4 separate regions of the Sus scrofa genome follow, and all the other regions are linked to region 3. A link is a contact called in public HiChIP or PLAC-seq data. All regions are on one chromosome and are shown on one strand. The core of a region is the stretch at or near the end of the contact, and the rest is flanking DNA. Distances in the headings are between cores, read along the strand shown.

Region 1 (2,700 bases), core at 21-2,520, 80 kb after region 3:
TACTGAGTGGCCTTCTATGTTAATTAACCACATGTTCTTTCAGCAATCAGTTACCCCATTTATTCTACTTTTGTACATACTGCACGTTTTACATAGGTATTTTCAGGCTGTTACTCTTTATTCTGCCTTCCAAACACTGAAGCAGTGACCCTCTTTTCTCTCATCATCTATCATCTATATTATTGTCCCCAAAATAGTAATATGGATAGTAATAATCTGTACTTTCTTTTAATCCTCACAAAAGCCTGTAAAGTCTTAATATTCCTGGGTCCACTCCGCAGACATAGAAACGGAAATTCACAGAGGTTAAAAAAGTCATTCCTAATCAAACAGCCCTTAAGTGGCAGAGAAGCTGGTATCCAGGATCTGGGCTCAAACAACTAGCCTTAATGTAGAGTATTAAATAAGGCCCAATGAGGGTTGGGATAGAGATTCTGACAGTAAAGGCTCTCACTCAATAGGCTAACTGACAAACACACAAAATTAACACCAGAAGGCCATTAGCGGGGCGCATTTTTGCTTATTTGTTTAGTTTTCTACGGTTTGGTTTTGAAAGCAGTGATGATGCCCTCCAAGCTATTGTCACTTCACTCACCTCTCCCAACCTGGGCTTGTCCAGCCCCTCCTGGATGGATCGAGGTCCGCAAGCCGGAGGCCTCCTGAGGCCAAAGGCTGCCCAGGCAGGTAGGTGGTGACCTCGAGGGCAGAACCGTGGCCTCGAGTCGCGCCCCTAACGGCGAAAGATTGACGCGGTTGGACCGCGCCATTTCTCAAGTAATAAGGGGCGTAATCTTAACGTCGTCCTTAAGATGAGTAGGAAAAGGATAGTGAGGGTGACTATATTCCCCGCCGGCCCTTTTTCTTTCTGCTATCCAGCTGGACCCCAAGCGTCCATCTCCCGACCTGATTTACTAAGGGAGTTGTGTGAAATAGTGGAGGGGAGAGAGGCACTGATTGCAATTACGGTAACTTGGTTGCTGACTTGAATGGGGTCATTTACATATAATTTGCATGTTCCTGTGCTTACTGGAGTGTGCTCACAGAAGTATGTACTTCTCTAAGACCGTATCCACGCACGCCGACCCTCCTCCTGCTCTAGGCCGGGAGCCTCTGCCCCTTATCCTGCAAATTTTACTTCCCTTTCGGCTTCCTTAGCTTCGCAGAAGCTGCATCTCAGGTCCGCCTCCCAAAGACTGGCCCCTCCTCCCGCCCATAAGCTCCTCCCTACGGCCGCTCCTCCCTCCCCAGCTTCCAAATATCTCTTCCCCGCCCCCTTCTCTATTTCTGAACAGGCGTGTTCCAGACAGCTCACTCGACACCTTAGATTACTATGGGTTCGGTAGGGTCCTGAGCCTCAGAGAAGCAGGAAAGCATAGCCCAAGAAGGGCCTGAACTCAGAAGAAGAAGCAAGATCTGCTGGGATTTTTTTCTTTGGTCTTGGTTGTGCGAAGGAGGAAAAAAAGGTTGTGAGGCCCGGTCGAACGCAAGGCATTGCGAAGGCCCCCTCAGGCGGCGCCGAGGGCAGCCCGGCAGCCGGGGCCTGGTGCAGCCGCCGCGGCCGCTGTCAGGGAAGCGCAGGCGGCCAATGGAACCCGGGAGCGGACGCTGCTGCTGAGGCGGCGGTGTCGGCAGTCCGACCCCGACCGCCCGCACCCCCTCCGCGGGGGTCCCCCGGAGGTAAGCGACTCCTACCCCGTGAGTGCCCCTTGCCCTGTGTGTGGAAGGGTCTCTCTCCCACCCTGTCCCGCACAGCCTCCCCCGCCCCCACACCTCGGTTCGGCCACAAAACTGCCCTGCTGATGGCTGCTGCACCCAGGTTCCTTTTCCACCTTTTTTTCCCAAGCCTGGGGTCCTCCTCTGCTTTTTGGCTTCCTCTTCTGTTTAGCTCCTCCCTCTGCCCCGGGGATTCCCCCCTCCCTCACTCTTATCCCTGTCGCCTCCGTCCCGAATTATTTTCTCTTAAGTCGTCAGCCCTTCCCACATCACGATGCCTTTTATATCGTCCATCCTTGCTTGTCTTTCCTCGTTGTCTGTCCTCCAGCCCCGAATCTTTCTTATGGGCTCCGCCTTTAGCCCTTTTCCCGTTTTGCCCCTTTACTCCGATGTCCCTGCAACCCAGGCGCTGGGTTCCCGTTTCCCTGAGCTAAAGATTGTAGCCCTCTCTTCTTCTGCTACTTCTTATTCCATTACCTCATTGCCACCCACCCACCCAGTTCCTGGCTTCCAAGATTTGTCTCTTCCCTTTTCCTTAAGGGATCTCAGGCGCTCATCATCATTCCCAAAGCACCATTTACATTCTACTTTGACCTTAATCCTTACTCTTCTCTGGAGCGCTTTATGATTCCTGTAACTTTCTTTAGCTTCCCTCTCCCCTTACTCAATACCCCAACCTCGGAGGTTTATTCCTGTAGAAGAAAGATCTGACAGTGCCCCTTCCCATTGAGGATTTATAAGTTTGACACCTCTCTTGAGTTTCAAGGGTTTTGCTGATCCTTGTGACACTTGATTCTGCTTTCCCTGTGGTCTTTATGTGTCCTCTGTCATACTCTTTACCTTTGCATACCACTGATTGCAGGATCAGCTTAACCTTGAACTAAGAAGAAAATGTGTTGGGAGGAGGGAGAACCTCAGCTGTCTCAGGCTTTTCTCGGACAGAAGGATGGAGCAAGTTTGAAGTTCCTATCAGATTACATTTTTGTG
Region 2 (2,899 bases), core at 295-2,794, 96 kb after region 3:
TGTTGTAGAGCAAGAATCATCCAGAGCTAGTGGGACTAAGGTCATGAAGGGTTGGGAGCTCCTCCACTTGGGGTCAAGCCTGTAGCAGTATGAGTTCGAGCAGCTGGAAGTGAATCCCTTGGTGTCTCTTGTCAGGTGCCTCTTGGCTTTTCTCTGCAGGCATTTTGCAGTTCTCATGACCGGAATAGCTGAGGCCCCAGCCTTTTCTTACTCTTTGTTGGTCTTCAGTCCCTCTTCCTTGTATCTGACTCCTGTTCAGGATGGGATTTGGGGTGACGCTGAGACACACTTATTCTGTGAGTGCTTAAATCCTCGGGATGGCTTCTCCAGCTGCCATTCTTCCCAGCCTGGCTCCTTGATCTTGGGTCAGTAGATCCAGGAAAGGAGATACCACGTCCCCAGGCACTCCCAGGTTATCTGATGCTGGCAGAATGAGACACCTGAAGCCACTGCGACTCCTCAGGAAATATGAGAGTGAGAGAGGCTCCAGGGGGCTAAGCATTGGAATCTTCTGCACAAAGGTCTCACCAAAGCCCTTTGGCATTTTGAGGATGTATCTTTGAAGGCTTTTGTCTCCCAAATACCCAGGGAATTGATTTTCTTCTACTCCTACTTCTCCCCTGTCATGCAACATTTATTCACTCAACAAATAGTTCCTGAACTTGTACAGCCGTGCAAAGCCCAGAGCTCAAGGCAGTGAAGGATGTAGGATATAATGGTGTCCTTCCGTTCGGAGACTTCTGAGGTACTGTGGAGCTCCTGCTATCTAGGAAGCTATTTCATTTGTGACTCTTGATTTTGTATCCTAAAACTCTACTAAATTTATTCGTTCTAACAGTTTTTTGGTGGAATTTGTCTCTCTTGAAATGTTGATTCCTGCACACAAGGAGGAAGTATACAACTTACTGAAACAAGGCACATAATTATGTAAGGTTAGCAGAGAGACACACTGCTTCCCATCTCTCGATTACCCCTGTGCGAGTTTATTCCTTCGCTCCTGTCACCCATAGAGAAGCTCTGGAGGGCAAAGTGAGGCCTCAGAGAAGAAGCCCAGGCGCTTGGATAGTCTCTTCCTGCCTGGAGTCAACCTGCAGTGTTCTTCTCTGCCCAGATCTCACAGAGGGTCGGTTTTCTTTTCATGAGGAATCCTTGACACCCTCCCCTACAATCAAAGGACTCTAGCACCTCTTTCTCCCATCTCCCACCATTCCCTACCCCTCAGAGCCCACCCTTCAAAGCAGTTTCTATCAACCTGATCAGGGAACTCTGCTCAGGCAGTTGTCCTTTCCAGTTGTAACCAAACGGTAAATATTTTGGCATAGGGTGGGGGTTCAAGGAGCAGAGAGTAGTGTAGGTACCATCCTCCCCCCACACCCTGCCCCACACAATGACACTTGTACATCAGCTTTGTCTTTTCAGGACTGTAACCTTTGTACGGAGAAATCTGCTGCGTATCCCACTGGAAGCTCCAGTGAGCCTTACAGCCTGATAAGAGTGTGATGTCAGCTTCTTGGACTCAAAGCTTTTCTCCTTGGAGCTGACTCAGTTTGAGTGACTCAAGCCTCCAGAGTAGGAGAGAGGAGCAGATCATGCTATACCTCCCTTCCCCCAAGGCTGTTAATGAGTCAGACAGGACTGTCCTGTCTGTGGGAGAATCAGCTGGGGCCTGGCTCATGGAACCAATATCCTGCCTGCTGTTCCTTCTCCAACCAGCTCATGAGTAAAAATTGAATTAAGTCATAATAGACTTGGGCATCCTCACAGCCTCGATTCTCCCTCCCACCTCTGCCTAAAGCAGTAGAGTTGTTGCCTTGGGAGAGTGTTTGGCTTGGCTTTTCTCTCTAAGCGCCCCTCTCCCCAGATTCTTCGAGGGAAGGCCTGAGTGTAGGACCAGGGCCTCCAGCTAGAATAGAACTTAGGCTACGGAAGTGAAGCAAATGCCTGAAACGCTGATTGCAGAGTAGCTCAGTGACCACCACCCTCCTGCCCCCCTTAAGGACTTTGTCTCTTAAGCCCAGGTCCCTCCCTTCCTGCACGTTTGTGCACACGTATTGTATTGCCCCTTCTCCCTGTCGTGGGGGACCTTGGTGGACAGAACCCAGGATAGGCCTGTGTATGAGCCGCGGCAGAGCCGCTGAATGAGTTTGACCACCAACCCTTTCCTCTGTTTTGCTCAGGCACTAATAAGACATAGGAATGGGGTGAGGTTTAGCGAAATCCCCTGGGCTGGGACCAGAACAGCTGCTGCTCCTCAGCTACTTAGCTCTCTCAGATGGATTCAGCTGTGACCTGGCTCCCCAGTTTATGTCAAAAAGCTGAGCTTTGGGAGTTCCCACTGTGGCACAGCAGAAACGAATCGGATAGGAACCTTGAGGTTGCGGGTTTGATCCCTGGCCTCCTTCAGTGGGTTAAGAATCTGGCACTGCCATGAGCTCTGGTGTAGGTCGCAGACGCGGCTTGGATCTGATGTGGCTGTGGCTGACAGCTGTAGCTCCGATTCAACCCCCTAGCCTGGGAACCTCCGTATGCTGCCATGGGTGTGGCCCTAAAAAAAGCAAAAAAAAAAAAAAAAATTGTTATGTGAAATAGCCTGGTAAGAAGCCTACAGAAGTTTGGTGTGTAAGAGAGTTATTCATCCTTAACTCCCAGCAGCATCTAGCCCAGAGGTTTCATGCTCATGAATCTGTGGCATCCCTTGTCACGTGATTCAGGGTTGGGATTGGGTTTCCCAAAATGTTGATGAGGCTGATTAGAGAGGAGAGGTACCCGGCACTGAAAGTTTAGCTCTTCTGCTTCCTCCTTGACATTTCCAAGAAGCTGGAGGAACATGGAGTTTCCAGTATGGGGGCCATGCAGCTTGCTAAATTCAATCCCTTGATGGTGGCCTCCATGGAGAAGG
Region 3 (2,745 bases), core at 180-2,679:
ACTCCTGGACCTATCACCTTGACATGGTCTCTGGACCACAAAGAAAACCATCTGCCCAGCAGTAGGGATCCTAGCCTGTTCCTCATGTCAGAATTGCAAGGGTAGACAACCACTAATCCCTATTGCCTTCTGTCTTCTTCTATCCCTCATCCCTCAACCAACTACTTACCTGAGCCAGGTATGCACCATAACCAGTGGCCAGCGAAGGGGCTTCATAGGCTACACCAAGCATGTCCACGTAACCCAGGAAGCTAACAGGACACAATAGGTCAAAGAACTCATTTCACCTTAGGTTTCTATATGTTAGCTGAAGGATGGGACCAAGGGGTCTGAGTCAGAAGTGGGATTCACTCAGGGAGAAGAGATAGTTATTTGTATTCAAATCAACCTCTCTCCATCAGCATAGCCTCCGATGACCATGGTGTTCCACAGGGGGTTCATCTTGGAGCGGCGGCTGTACATGGCCCTGGTCAGCCACGAATGGATAGCTTTAGGACTATAGCTGTGTCCATCTCCCAGCAGCTCCTCATCAATCCTTAAAAAGAATTGGTTGTGAGAAAAGGGAGAGAACAGAAATCGGGTTTTCCATCCACCCCCAAAAGATGTGACCACAATCTTCCCCTCTTAAACCCACTAAAATAAACTATTTGCAAACATCCTCGAATCTTTCACCCCCCAACAAGTCTCCCCATCCTCTACTGCAGCTTCAAGTTCCTCCACACTAGAACATCTTGATGGGATAAAAACAGTGGATTCCCCTCCCCACCTGGGAACTACTCCTATTCTCTAGATGACTTACACCATTTGGCCGAGAACTTGCTTCAAATATTGGAAATCAGCGTAGTCTCCTGAAGCACCCAGCATGGTGCTGTTGTTGACTCGCATAATGCGAGAGATGTTGCGGAAACGAGCCAAGGAACCATAGGAGCCCAGCATGTCTGCTGCAATCACCACTCCGCCCTCAAACTTGACTCCCAGAACCGAGGTCCCGGTCACCATGGGGTTCCTGGAGATAAAGAAGGGTCTGGCGAGAGGTGGAGGAGAATAGCCTAGGCCCGCTTCCCGCTCTGTGGGTTCCGCTTCTGACTTTCCATGGCTCCTTTCATTCTCCAGGCCCTACTCCTCGAGCTGTCCCGCTGTTAGCGCGCCCGGGGGTCCCCGCCTCGCCTGCCCTGGCTCCCCGAACCAGCCGGCCGCACCAGGCCCCACGGTCTCTCCCCCGCCCAGGCTAAGACGCCAAGAGCTTACTGGGTGCGCGTAATCGGACTCCCATAGAGCACGGATGCCGGGTCCACGATGGATCCAGGAGTGGGAGGAATGCGGTAGAACTGTCCAGGAGCCGGACCCCCGGCCCAGTGTCCCGACCGCGACTCCAAAATCGATTCCATCTTAGTCACCGTAGCTCAAGAAATGAAAGCGTTTGCGCCGACGGAAGCGGAAGTGATCCTTCAGTGCCACACCTTCTTTCTTCCTGAAAGCCACTTCCCGCAGCCATGTTGTTAGGGTCGGGACAGACCGTATGAGCATCCTGGGTGGCGACCGAAACCCAGAGATTTGGAATTGCCAGGCGTCGCATACGTAGCGGTAGAGTCTAGACTAGAACAATGTTCTGATGCTCAAATTCAAGGAGGGAGAGGGTGGTGTGGCAGATGGGGAGGGGGCGGGCTCGTCAAGACTCTGACCTGAGCGAGGAGGCAGGAAGTCTCCTTTCCTTTTTGGATCCTTATCAAAAAGCCCACACTTTAGGAGTTTCCGTCGTGGCTCAGTGGTTAGCGAACCCTACTAGCATCCATGAGGGTTCGATTCCTGGCCCCGCTAAGTGGGTTAAGGATCCGACCTTGCCGTGAGCTGCGGTGTGGGTCGCAGAGGAGGCTTGGATCCCGCGTTGCTGTGGGTCTGGGGTAGGACGGCTGCTACAGCTCCGATTGGACCCCTAGCCTAGGAACCTCCATATGCCCCAGCTGCGGCCCTAAAAAGACAAAAAAAAATAAAAAGAAAAGAAAAGCCTCACACGAAACTAACAGTGAACCCAGGATCTCTTAAGTTCTGTATTTCTCAAAGCAGCCTCATGTGGCATATTCGACCCATTTTATAGGTAAGAAACAGAGACTTGAATAGTGATTTACCTGATCACACAGCAAATAATGGTAGATCTGAGTCTAGGAATCTTACAGTTGTGCGTACCTTGCGGTGTATAATATCTCAGGTGGGTCACTCACTGTGCAGAACCTTCGACAAATCTCTGAAAGTTACCTAGTTGTGAAATGCTCTTACCTACCTCTTAAACAGCAGAAAAATTCCATTGCCTGTGGGAATGTAACTAAATTCCAGGCGTTCCCTTCTCAATGTGGTTCTGTAGCAGGGGCTGGAAGCAGTGTCTAGAATCAAACAGGTGAACCTAAACCTGATAGTTTGCCACTCCTCCCTACACAATTAGATTTTAAATTATTGACTCAGCGGGAAACCAAATCAGTTTTGTTTTTTAAATTCCCTGAGTTAATCTGAACCAAAGCAACGCATGAAATTTTAGCCTAATTGAAATAAAATATTTTATTAGGTCATGAAACCCTGGAAGGGAAGGGTCAAGGTCTTGTGTGAGAGACAACCAGCTGTTGCTCTTTGTATCATCTTTTGGCTGAAAACTAGGTAGTTGATTTCTTCTTCTAATAGCTCATTAATAATCATATTTGTTTATTCGTCTTCTTTATTATTATTTATTTACTACCAATTCTAATTAATAGCCAC
Region 4 (2,902 bases), core at 381-2,880, 120 kb after region 3:
CCCTGGTGTATGGCTAGGGCCCTCCCCTGCCTGGCTCTCTCCCCACCTGGAGAGGCCTGAGCTACCTTCCACTCAGGCCCTCAGAAAAGTGGGCTGGTGGAGCACAGATCAGTGGAGACTATGAGAAAACATCTGCCAACTCGTCTCCCCCAAGCAACTCCCCCTTTGGCATCCAAGTGACTTAGAGGTCATCGGATGGCCAGGAGCAGACAGTATCAAGCAGCAGGGCTCAAGGCCGAAGAGGCTTCCCCCGCCCCACGGCCCAGGCCTTTCTGCGGCTGCTGCCGCCCTGTCTCTTGGCCTCCAGCCCCCTCCTTCCTTCTGTTCTTCCCCAAAAGCCAAAGGAAGGGGCTGAACAGGAAGAGGGTGAACCGGCCTGGGTTCACCGGGGCTGGGTGGGGGCTCTGCGTCCCTTTCCCTGGCCCGGGGCCTGCTGCGCAGAGGAGGGCGAGGGGCCGGCGGCCGGGGGCGATTAGGCTGCCGCCGAGCTGGGCAGCGGGCGGAATTAAGTCCCTGCCATCTGCCGAGGACCGGCGCGGGGAGCAGGTCCAGGGTAGCGGGGAGGGGGCGGGGTGTACACAGGAGAAGCCAGAGGGGAAACTGAGGAGCGCCGCGCTTCTCTAGCTCTCACCAGCGTGCCAAGGGAAGGACGGGCCTCGGCCAGGCCAGGCCCTTGGGGAGCTGCCGCGCAGCACCTCCCGGCCCTGGGCTACAGGAGAGTAAGGGGGGGGCGTGGAAAGAGAGGAGTGGGGAGGGGACAGTCTTTGCCAGACTCGCAGCTCTCCAGCCGGGGTCCGTCCCAACTCCGACCTCCTCGCTTCCCCTCCCTGCGCAGCGCAGCCTCCTCCCCCTCGGACTCCCGAGGCTCTCTCGAGACTGGGGAGGGGTCGGAGGGCGCACGGAGGCCGGGAGCGCGAGCCTGAGTCCCGTCCGGGCCCGGACGCTGACCCGCGCCCAGTCGGGGTGCAGGCTCCGCTCCGGCCTGGCCCAGGTCCCCCGCCCCCACCCCGGACACGGACACCATTTTAGGTCGCGACATCCCGCAGCTTCCAGTCCCCTGGCCGCGCTCCGGACGCCTCTCTGGCTGGGGGCACCAGGAGTTGGGGACCCCGACCCTCCCAACACGTTTACCCTTCTAGGGACTGTGCTTTCAACAGGCTGGGACTTTCGCCCATCCGCCCCAAAGAATGGGGGCGGCTTCGGGGCCCTCCAAGAAGCCATCCCGGGGGGCGGCGCGGGGAGGGGGTTAGTTAGCCAAGTGGGGGGAGGGGCGGGGGTATTTACCCGCCCCCCCAGGGGCGGGGCCAAAGGCGGGTATTTACCCCGGGCACGCTTACCTGTTCCGCTCCCAGTGCGGGCCGAGACCCGACGGTCTCTCCCCTACTCCGGCCACTGCCGCCGCCGCCGCCCTCCCCGCGACCGCCGCTACTTCCTGCTTCTCTCCCGTTCAGCCTCCCCCTCCCTCAGCTCTCTTCGCGTTCCCGGTCTGGGCTGCCCGCTTTCGCACTCGCCATTGGTAAACACCCTTGTCGTTCAGTACTGCGCCCCGCCCAGCTCCGCACTGGGTTGGCCTTAAGTACTGCCGCTCGGAACCAGGTCTGCACAGCCTTCCCGGCTTCATTGGGCAAGGAGCCTAGTCCTTCTGGAGATGCTTCTCCCCATTGGTTGCGCAGGGACCCACCTGCACTGAGCATCTCATACATGATTGGCCTCTGATACTGTCGCTTAGAAAAAAGCCAATCTGGTTCCCTCCTTTCCTACTGGAGGAGGTGACTATCCCAGGTACGTCTCCGCCCCCTTACTCCCTATTGGCCGCGATCTTTGAAGCCTGCAATTCACTTATGCAAATTTAAAGAACTCTGCTTTTATTTGGTGGGCACGTTGAGGAGAACCTCTTTGGCTCTGAGTGGAGCCCGGATATGTAGATCCACTTGTGCTCGCTTCTCAAGCTAAACCCCAATGTCAGTCATGCCATGCAGAAGTCAGAGAAGAGACGTCACCGAAAACATTACGTCATCGAGTTGACCATTTCCTCACGGTTTTCCCCAGTGTCTAGTCATATAACCTGTACCGTTGAGGTCCTCGCACAGGCTAGTTCCTGGGCGATGGCGTCACCCACTACTCTCCATCTGCAGGAGGGCTTGTAGCCGGGGCGGGATTTGGAGTTTGGAAGGAACCAGCACCTGAATCCTGAGACGGGCTTGCAGACCGGAAGTAGGGAAGAGGTGACGTTAGGCTGCTGGCGTGGCCTGGGCCATTTCCAAAGGTATCTTAAAACAGCATTATGGTACGCTTCCTAAGCACAGGGGAGGGGGAAACGTGCCCCGTGTCCATTTCCCATTTAAGAGTGCTCCTGTTCCCCGCCCCCAGCACGGGATGGGGGTGGAGCCCAGGCCGGTTTTCCCGCGCTTTGTTGCCCCGCCCCCTGGAGGCGGGGGAAGGGGAGGGATGCTCAGAAAATGAATTCTGTTCGTACTCTCTAATCAAGACCTTGCAGAATTCTTTTGCAAACCCAGTTTGCCGCCACCTCGCGCGCACCCGAGTATGCCGGCGAGCCTGCGCATCCTGCCTTGATTGCAGCTGCGGAGAACCTAAACGAAGTTATTTAAGTGGTTCTGCTATCTTGTCCAGGGGTCCCTGAACCCCTGGACCCAGGACTCTCCAGCGCACCCTTAGAGTTTGCATGGGCAATAGCGACTGTATTGAGGTGTAAATCAGAACCTCTGGATAGGAATATTGGGGCCACCACTTACCTTATGGTTCCATGGGGCAAGTTACTCAACCTCCCAGAACCATTTTTCTCATGGGTAATACTGAGATTATAATGCCCACCTGACATGAGTGTTTTTCTAAGGATTAAAAGCCTTTAGAATGTAAAAGCGCTTTGTAAAGTGATGGGCAA

Evidence for each region. HiChIP or PLAC-seq counts read pairs in DNA pulled down with a chosen protein or histone mark.
Region 1: a contact with region 3 is called in an H3K27ac HiChIP or PLAC-seq map of alveolar macrophages. The contact joins the promoter of PI4KB here to the promoter of PSMB4 in region 3. A contact is called at or near these places in 2 of 5 promoter capture datasets (fetal liver and liver), 9 of 47 Hi-C or Micro-C datasets (epiblast stem cells, fetal liver, heart right ventricle and 5 more) and 2 of 2 datasets of contacts at active chromatin or transcription factors (alveolar macrophages and skeletal muscle).
Region 2: an H3K27ac HiChIP or PLAC-seq map of alveolar macrophages shows a contact between it and region 3, with 3 times the contacts expected there. The contact joins the enhancer-like site here to the promoter of PSMB4 in region 3. A contact is called at or near these places in 2 of 5 promoter capture datasets (fetal liver and liver), 16 of 47 Hi-C or Micro-C datasets (adipose tissue, alveolar macrophages, blood and 11 more) and 2 of 2 datasets of contacts at active chromatin or transcription factors (alveolar macrophages and skeletal muscle).
Region 4: an H3K27ac HiChIP or PLAC-seq map of alveolar macrophages shows a contact between it and region 3. The contact joins the promoter of ZNF687 here to the promoter of PSMB4 in region 3. A contact is called at or near these places in 2 of 5 promoter capture datasets (fetal liver and liver), 15 of 47 Hi-C or Micro-C datasets (adipose tissue, alveolar macrophages, blood and 10 more) and 2 of 2 datasets of contacts at active chromatin or transcription factors (alveolar macrophages and skeletal muscle).

What each region holds. Positions count from the first base shown.
Region 1 is chr4:97,916,965-97,919,664 of Sscrofa11.1, forward strand. It overlaps PI4KB (phosphatidylinositol 4-kinase beta), which reads left to right and starts at 1,271. Exons shown (of 11, transcript XR_002343442.1): 1 at 1,271-1,677.
Region 2 is chr4:97,932,782-97,935,680 of Sscrofa11.1, forward strand. The region is part of intron 2 of PI4KB (phosphatidylinositol 4-kinase beta); the gene reads left to right. Among named protein-coding and RNA genes, the nearest start is that of PI4KB, 16 kb to the left of the region's middle. Within about 2 kb of position 1,545, at least 27 of the 83 cell types and tissues checked have an H3K27ac peak or open chromatin away from gene starts, as enhancers often do. A contact at or near this core is called in adipose tissue, alveolar macrophages, embryonic fibroblasts and 3 more, where this site is marked.
Region 3 is chr4:97,836,480-97,839,224 of Sscrofa11.1, forward strand. PSMB4 (proteasome subunit beta 4) reads right to left here and starts at 1,430. Exons shown (of 7, transcript NM_001244455.1): 1 at 1,249-1,430; 2 at 800-1,006; 3 at 389-535; 4 at 170-251. The coding sequence starts at 1,388.
Region 4 is chr4:97,957,428-97,960,329 of Sscrofa11.1, forward strand. It overlaps ZNF687 (zinc finger protein 687), which reads right to left and starts at 1,631. Exons shown (of 10, transcript XM_021089866.1): 1 at 1,338-1,631.